Regions from separate parts of the Mus musculus genome. Here region 2 is linked to region 1. Evidence: chromatin contacts called from public Hi-C data. All regions are on one chromosome and are shown on one strand. The core of a region is the stretch at or near the end of the contact, and the rest is flanking DNA. Distances in the headings are between cores, read along the strand shown.

The links. Hi-C and Micro-C count contacts between places; a contact is called where the count stands out from the background.
Region 2: a Hi-C map of cortical neurons shows a contact between it and region 1, with 2.6 times the contacts expected there. The contact joins two enhancer-like sites. A contact is called at or near these places in 3 of 39 promoter capture datasets (embryonic stem cells, hippocampal neurons and stem cell-derived epiblast-like cells), 9 of 484 Hi-C or Micro-C datasets (cerebral cortex, cortical neurons, embryonic stem cells and 2 more), 2 of 115 datasets of contacts at active chromatin or transcription factors (embryonic stem cells and neural progenitor cells) and 1 of 9 other capture datasets (embryonic stem cells).

What each region holds. Positions count from the first base shown.
Region 1 is chr11:26,800,015-26,804,509 of GRCm38.p6, reverse strand. No RefSeq gene overlaps it. Among named protein-coding and RNA genes, the nearest start is that of Vrk2, 210 kb to the right of the region's middle. Within about 2 kb of position 2,134, at least 10 of the 459 cell types and tissues checked have an H3K27ac peak or open chromatin away from gene starts, as enhancers often do. A contact at or near this core is called in cortical neurons, where this site is marked.
Region 2 is chr11:26,959,130-26,963,624 of GRCm38.p6, reverse strand. No RefSeq gene overlaps it. Among named protein-coding and RNA genes, the nearest start is that of Gm25387, 360 kb to the left of the region's middle. Within about 2 kb of position 1,929, at least 31 of the 459 cell types and tissues checked have an H3K27ac peak or open chromatin away from gene starts, as enhancers often do. A contact at or near this core is called in cortical neurons, where this site is marked.

The DNA of each region.
Region 1 (4,495 bases), core at 885-3,384:
TACTGACTTTGTGTCACAGTTGAGTCTTTCTGATTGTTTGTTTGTCTGTCTGTCTGTCTGTTTGTTTGTTTTTAAGACCAGCCAAATGAATTTATACATTAAATGAGGAAAATAATAGCAACCCACAAAATTTGGTTAAGATTAAATGAAATAATGCATCTATGACTCATGTTCAATTATTAGTAAATATAATAAATAATACTAGTCTACCCAATAGCAAGTATACAATATGCACTGATATGTGAGTTTGATAATGAAACCAATTTAGTCACGTCTCTCTGAACTGTGTCTTGTGTTTATACTTTGTACGGGATTTGTAAGCATTTTAATACTCTAACTAATGAGACCTTTTGACCTCTCTTCTTTGGACTCAGTGCTTTTTTTGTATTCCTGTTTGAACGTGAAAAAAACCATAGACTTCGCCTCTTTTTCTTACAGAACACTCATAATATTCAGAAAGTTGAATACAAACAAAAACATGAATACTAGATTCCTGTGGTCTTTGCACATAAACCTTGAATTTCAGTGTCTTAATTCCTCCATTTAAGAATATAGTTTCTGAACCTCATGAATAGAAATCATGGGTGTTTTCAACACATTTTGCATACAGTTTAAGTTCTGTGCTACAACCTACTGGCCACTTGCTCTGAATTTTATTTTCACCCTCTGACAAAAAAGAAGCAAGACTTTCTTGAGTTATGTTATTTTAAACTTCAAATATATGTCCCATGTTTTGAGGCCATGAATCAAAAAGATCTGTCACCTGTTAATGAAATCCTCCATGTTCTGTGGTGTTGAAAGCATGGACTAGGCTCGTGGTATAAGACTCAGCTTTCATTCTGGCTCACTGAGGCCTCTTGTGAGTCATGTACTTTTGCTGAGTTCCATCTTCCTTGTTTCCAAGTGAGACTTCTCGGTCTTTCATGAGCATGCTAATCACCAAGAGATTTTTTATTTAAAAAAAAAAAAAAGATTGTGATCTGTGTGTGAGCCTAAATCCCAAACCTGCAACAAGCTCCCAGGATACCTTGAAACTATTCCACAGGCTACACAACAACTAGCAAGGGATCTGATAAGTTAGAAGGTAACTGACGTATAATTTGATGCTTCAACGCTATTATCCATGAGAAGGAATGCCAGGTGTCCTCAAATAAGGATCGAGCACTGTGATGAGCATGTATACAAGCCTTCACAATAGGCAAAGATCTTTGTGTCCATTTAGTCAGTAGAGAATGTTGAAGAGGAATCTGACTCTGAAACTCGGATTCATTAGCTCACTGTGGTCTATCTAGGTCTAGGGAGCCTGCTCAGTCCTCACCTCTGAATGCCTGTAATCAAACTCCATGATTTCCATGGTCACCATTGCTCTCCTTGTTTGTTCTCCAAATTTGGGGAATCCAAGGGGAGCTGACAGCTTTAGTTTCATACACAGACATATATTTATGTATGTGTTTAAAATTACCCAAATATTGTTCAAATCTAAGGTTTGTCTTCTAAAGCTGACTTAACACTGGTGTGTTTCTTTTTCATCTTTCTCCTATTTTTCTGCTTCCTTCTATTCATCAAGGACAGAAAAGCATCTCAGGCCAGCATGTGCATTTCCAGTTTCACTGCTACAGTACATGAGTTCTAGATCTTAAAGGCCAAAAAGCATCTATTTGACTAAAGAGCTATAAGGCAGCCATAAAAATTATGAATCACAGAAATAAGCAATTAGTGTTATCTTCAATTGCTTTATTGGCAGTATTCACTCGTTAGAGTAGAGGCAGCCATAAAACAGATTGCAACATACTGTATAACAGCATATGGGATTTTACATTATAATGCTATTCTCTGCCAAGAAGTTATATTTTCTTTTGAATGCATGGGACAGATTAGCCCAAGGTTTCCAGCATTAGAAGTGGATGACCCTCACTCTTTTTGTAGTTGTTGTTAAAAAGCAATTCCTGAACTTATGACTAAATCTAAGTGAGTGACATGGAGAATGGGGCTGTACTTCATGACTGCATCCCAGACCTTTGGAGACTGGGCTGGGCATGCCATGGCACTCCCGCAGATAATAAAGTCAATCTCTAACTTGGTAGATAGAGGGAGACTGGAGGGTTTGCCAGTCTTTCCAAACCAGCTGGTGTCATTTCTGGAGGAGCCTGCTCATGTGCCCATCTCATCACAGCTAAATGCCACAAAGGACACTCTTAGCAAGGGGGATAGAAATAAAAGAATGAGGATTGTTAGTAATACAGCAAAGATGGGATGTGTATTTAACTTTGAGAGAGGTCTTCCCTATATCTGACTGCCATTTTTACTAACTGTATATGTGAAAACAGGTTGCAGATTACAGATAGAGTTTCTATAGGACTTGCAGGACACACAGCAAGAAGGAACCCAGTCCCCACTCTGGAGTTCATGACTCTCCACATCCCCTCACACACTTACACATTTTCCATGTTTCAGTATAGTTCGCCAGGAACATGAGGCCTTTTGTGATCATAAAAAGATAAAGCAATATAAGCATGTGTTCTGGAAGGGTTTGGGGAGGTGTGGGGAAAGGGAGTGCCTCAGCGGGCCCAGGCCAAGGCATCCCTACCACATGAGAGACCAGCCACAGGACAGTATAGCATAGAATAGAGTTTATTTAGGGCATGGGGAGGCAAGGTAAGAGAGTAGCAGAGGCAGAGAAAGGCGGAGAGGAGAGAAAAGAGAAGTAGAAGCTGGCCATGGCCACATGGAGATGGGGGGAGAGAAAAGGGGGGAAGGGAACAAGGGGGCAAGAGGCAGGAGAGAGGCAAGGGACCAACTGAGAGAGAGAAGGGGGCAAGCAGACCCTTTTATAGAGCCAGGCCTACCTGGCTATAGCTAGATAACCATGGGGAGGGGCATTCCTGGCTGTTGCCAGGTATCTGTGGGGTGGAGTCCAGACAGGATACCAACAAGGCAAAAAGCTCATTTTTCTGTTTCAACAGTTCAAATATGGAAGAAAAAGAAAACCATGTATCTGACTGGGTCTGTTTCCAAGACATGAGGTAGCAAATAGGAAAGTACTGAGAGGTAAGATTGCAGGCAAAGGAAGCTCTTGTAGGTTCAAATTAGAAGTCATATTACTGAACTCAGTCTTGACAGAATAAATATTAATCATCAAATGTGTTTATGTCACTCAACATATATTTCAAATGTGTTTCTATGATGGCTAAAATACATTGGGGTTGTGGGTGGGAAAAAAAAAAAACACTTTTTATAGAACTTCCAATGTGAGAGAACCTAACCCATAGTAATTAAAAAGAACAAAGGAATATGTTTGAATTAGTGTTTGAGTGTTCCCTACCATTTATTCAAATCTAGCAATGTCTATACAATTTGATAAGTTCTTCAGAGTCCATGCATAATGCAATCATGTTAAAAACCAATGTTAATCTTAGGGACAGTATGCTCATTTAAGGGGTTTTCTTTCTTTCCTTTTTTTTTTATTGGATATTATCTTTATTTACATTTCAAATGTTATCCCCATTCCTGGATTCCCCTCCTTAAAACACCCTCCCCCTCTTCCCTCCCTCCTCCCTCTGCTCACCAACCCACCCACTCCTGCTTCCTGGCCCTGGCATTCCCCCACATAATATTATAATATTATTAAAATCATTGTAATATGCTTATACCATTGGAAGATTATTCTGAATGATTAGAAAAACAAATGGCAATGCCCAAACACCACAGAGCTGCCCACTTCTGCCTTATGGCAATGCCCAAGCACGACAGAGCTGCCCTGTTCTTCCTGATTACTCAGGCTGATATGTCATCTTCTATTTCCATAAGACATTTTTTTTTCTCTCTTCTTTTCATTTTGTGAAAAGATCAATTAGAATACAAATACAAGCTTTTTGCAACTTCATCCTGCCTGTGCTGTTTACGGCCCCTGCAGCTTTTGTATATTTGTACATTGTTTAAATTCCTCTTCAGCTCTCAGGAATTTATTTGTAAAGTTGCATAATGACCACTATCACTACCTGGGTGCTTGAAAACAAAGGGATTTGTCACTGGAGTAATTTCTTCTGGATGATTGCCTCCTTGCTTCCTTTTAAGGAGAGGCAAAGCTGGTGATTTTCTATAGCTCATACATGAGGCCCTCTTTAAAATCTCACATGGAAACACACTCCAAAGCAGGAGCGACTCCAGAATTTGAGGTTGATTCCTGCTGACCAGGAGGGGTTTCACAGACATTCAGCATACAATGAGATATCGACCTATTGCTTCAGTAGTATTTCCTCAAAGGCCATTGCATTTTCTAAATTTGCTAATTTGGTGGCCCCAGGTTTTATTTTCAAAAGGACTAGTTTGTAAGTGTTAAGAAACAAGTTGTTGCTCTGATTTCTAAGACAGGAGAGTCAAGGCACTACATGCCTTTAATGAGTCATTCATACGTGTCCATGTTTATGTGTGCATGTTTATGTGTGCATGAGTGTGTGGAGGCAGGGGAGTCACCAAGAGTTCTCAGAGTCCAATT
Region 2 (4,495 bases), core at 680-3,179, 160 kb before region 1:
TCTAGCATCTTTTATTCACAGGAATGCAGAAGTCACCCAAGAGATGGGCCAAATTCAATGCCAAGTATGCAAACCTCCTTTGTAGGTACTTTGGTAGACTATTGAGTCATATTCTCTTAATCACGCTTGGAACCCTTCTCATATTTCCTAGGGGAGCTATTCTGGTCCACACAAAGGCACACTATCAGAGTGGGTGTGGTATTTTGAATCACAGGAGTAGTTGTGCAACACCCATGTCCACTATTCGAACATTTATTTCTTGTGTACCCAAGATTATCAAAGCATTGTAGCAGAAAGCCACTGTCCAAGAGGCAGAATTAGCAACAGCGTCCAAGTAGGAGCTGAAGCCCAAAAGGAGAGAGATCAAGGGCAGGAAGGAATTCTAAGGGCCACTTTGAAATTCGAAACTAAAAAGATCTGATATTCTATCTGTAGGCATTTTCAGGCTAGAATAGGGTGGCGGTTGGGAGGGGGAGAAAGGAGAAGAAAAACTGCGTGTACAAAGAAAGCTTGCTTGGCCTGTGGCCAAGAAAAGAGGCATCACAAACTGGGAGGAGTTTGAAGGCAACACAAAAGAACCTAGAGCCAAAGGACAGAGGGGGAGACAACCCAACTTAAAAGCTCTGGGCCAATGCTGGTTGCTTCAAAGCCGTGCTAGCTTCTTATACATGTTTGTCTCCCCCAACACCAAGGGTTTGTCACTGCTGTTGTCATCTCCAGTGACTGGAAAGCAAAATAAAGCTGCACAGGCTCCCCCACCTCTACTGAGATGGCTTCAGACATGGAAATAGCCCAGTACAACCTTCACCACAAAGGAGCGTTCCTCTCTCGCTTCCCTTTGCTCCCTGAGACGCATCTTTATGCAAAGGGGCAGATGTCATCATGACAGGGACCAGGAGATGTGTACATCAGGTGGACAGAATGTTCACTGTGGGCTTATCAGCCTAAAAGCTGCAGATAACTGGAGGTGAAGAGAGAACTGAGTGGTATGCAAAGTGGGAGGCCAGCTAGGCAGAAGGAAGCCTTTGACCTTGGAGAGGCGAGGCGGAGTCGTACCAAAGTGTAGGGTGGGAGTGGGGGAATGGAATGAGGAATTCCGTGCTGTAATATATTCTGGTAAAAATGGGGCTGTCATCTTGAGCTACAAGTTAGAAAGTTATTACTTTTAATATGCCACTACCTTAGGCCTATACTGTTATGTAAAAGAAAAATAACCTTGTGTGACAGTTTAACATTGATCGATGTGCCTGCCAAACGCGAAGAGATAAATAAGCAGGTGATGAATAAACACCACTTCAAGTAAAGACATTACGCCGCATGCATAAAACGGCGCCAGGCACCTAGGAGCTGTGGGTGGCCGAAGGTTGGCCATTTCATGCCCACTCAGTAAAGCAGACTTAATCGCTTCCAATATTTTCTGTTAAAAAGCACGCTTAATGAGCCAATTTCACAAGCCCAGAGAAACTGATTATTATCTCCGAGTTCCAACAGAGTTGGTTGTTTTCCAAGAGCCAGCTCTTTTTTTTCCTTGATGGGATAAAATCCTTTTTTAAAAGAGAGAGAGAAAAGAGAGAGGGGTGCCAGAAGAGAGAGAGAGAGAGAGAGAGAGAGAGAGAGAAGAGAGAGAAGGGGGAGTGAGAGAGGGAGGGAGGGAGAGAGGGAGGGAGGGAGGGAGGGAGAGAGAGAGAGAGAGAGAGAGAGAGAGAGAGAGAGAGAGAGAGAGAGAGAGAGAGAGAGAGAGAGAGAGAGAGAGAGAGAATATGTGAGCCAAGGAGCCAGCCTGAGGGCACAGACTCCTGCTCACCAGGCAAGAATGGCCGCTAGATGGCAGTGTTACCCTGCAATCTGCCCCAGGGCCCAACTAGGTCTGGACAGAAAGCTAGGAGGGTAATTAAAGCTCAAAGCAGCCGCCTGAAGAGTTCACACCCTACCACAGTGCAGGCCCTTTGTCCAGTTTCTTCATGCCCAAGCAGCTAGAAGGCAAGAGACAAAGGGACAGCCCCCAAAGGCCTCCGTCCCTCTAACAAGCAAGGTTTGAGCATTGCCTGCTAGGCTTCCTTTCTTTGGGTGCAAGAGTCCTTTCTCTGGTGACATATTTACACGGAGAGCTTGGCCATCACTGTGTACCTTACAGGATGAAGCAGACGACTACTGGGGGCAAAAATTCCAGAAGACAGAAATCTCACCTTTACCTTTTTTTATTTTTTTCAGGAGAGTGGCCCCTTTTCTTTTCTTTTCTTTTCTTTTCTTTTCTCCTTTTCTTCTCTTTTTCTTTTCCTTTTCCCCTTTTCTCTTCTATGCACTTTGCACACTCCCCCGCCCCCACAACGTTTGTTTTTGTTTGTTTTTGTTTTTGTTTGTTTGCATAGTTTCAGTAAGAGGTCTACAAAAATGGATACGAATAGGGTGGAAAATGGATACGAATAGGGTGGAGGGAAAGAGAAAGACAGTGCCCATGATGGTGAGAACAGGAACATATAACACTTTGTGTTTCTGACTGAGTTCATGAGAAGGCAGCTCACTGAAGGCCTGAGAAGTACTTTTCTTTCTGGTTAGAAGTTGCTCCTGTAATAACAGACTATGACAGAAAAGCATTCGTATTTTCTCGCCTTGTTTTATAAAATGACAGGTGCATAAGGAAACAAACACCCAAAGATGGAGGGAAAGGTGTGTGTTTGCTTGCTTGTGCTTGGTGAGGTCCAGCTCGCCAAGGCTAGCAAGGACCCTTGAGGTCTTTTGCCTGTCCTTTTGTCTCCAGGATGACACCTGCCCAGTGAGGCTCTTGAGTAACTTCTCTGCTTCGGGTGCCTTCTCCAGTCACCTGTGGTAAATACGCTCTGGAGTTGGTCCTTTCTACAGTTCCGTTTCTGTTTTATCCCTAGCATCTCTGCTTTGCTGCTCTACAGAAGCAGACTCCAAGTGGTATTTTCTCTGAAGCTTCTAAATGCTCCTCAGACGTCCTGATTCTTCTCTGTAATGGACCAATCGTTGCTAAGCATTACTTCATTCTTCTCTCATAGGTGTCTAGAAGTAAAAGATAAGAGCCGAGAATTATTTTTGCTCTATTGCTAACTCTCTTCTCCTTTGAATCATCAGAGACAAAATTAACCTCAAAATTCATGAATTTAATACTTCTGTCACACATCTTGAGAACATTCTCTTACAGAAAAAGAACACACATCAATTATTTGGTTAGCTGATAAGAAATGAAAGGCCAAGTTTGGAAAATGTTCAAGTTTTCTATGAATATTCATAAATAATGAACTTGCATCTCAAAATTTTCGCATCACAAAAGTTAAAAGAACATACATAGTAAGTGATATCTGAATGTATCATTTCTGAGAGGGGAGGGTCCCCCAGACGTCCACTGTCTTTTCCCACAACAGTGTGTTAGGCACTGTGAACAGAGCCTGGGTCTACTGTCCTCGAGCACACTGGCTGGTGGCTTCAAAACAGTAATGAGGTCAAGGAGAACGGTCTCCAGAGTTGGTCCCTTGCCTGGACCTAGGAGGTCCTTGATGGCTGCTGGACTTAATTAGTTGAAGAGCCAGGAAAGAATAATCGTGTTGCCTAGGGCTGCCACAAATGGATACTGTACACCAGCTGGCTTGAGAAGACAGAGACTACCTTTTTTTTCACCATTTTGGTAGTTTCAAGTGTGCAGTGTTCAGTTCTGAGGGAAAATGCATTCCTTTCCTGTGTTCAAGCTTCCAGAGGCTGCCAGCCCTGGAAAGTTACCACGTGACATGTCAGGTGGGGTAGATAATTCATAAGATGGTGGCAATAATCACGGTACCTTGTAAATCAAATGCTAATTTGCAAGCCTTAAATACATATAACTTGTAAAATGGATATTTATTAATAAGGGGATGGTTTGCAATTCAATCCAGCTCTGAGGTCACTTGCAGCAAGAATGCTGGAGGATACGGCATCCCAAAAACTTCGGATCATGCCTCCCAGTCAGTAAGAAAGATGAGAGGGTCAATTCGAACTCTTCTACATGCTAGTTGAACCTGCACCATTTGTTGAAAATGCTGTCTTTTTTCCACCAGATGGTTTTAGCTCCTTTGTCAAAGATCAAGTGACCATAGAAGTGTGGGTTCATTTCTGGGTCTCCAATTCTATTCCATTGATCTACCTGTCTGCCACTGTACCAGTACCATGCTGTTTCTTATCACACTTGCTCTGTAGTACAGCTTGAGGTCAGGCATGGTGATTCCACCAGAGGTTCTTTTATTGTTGAGAATAGATTTGCTATCCTAGATTTTTTTTGTTATTCCAGATGAATTTGCAAATTGCTCTTTCTAACTCTGTGAAGAGTTGAGTTGGAATTTTGATGAGGATTGCATTGAATCTCTAGATTGCTTTCAGCAAGATAGCCATTTTTACTATATTAATCCTGCCAATGCATGAGGATTGGACTTCAGAGACTTGAAGTTCTTATCATACAAATCTTTGACTTCCTCAGTTAGAATCACACCAAGGTATTTTATAT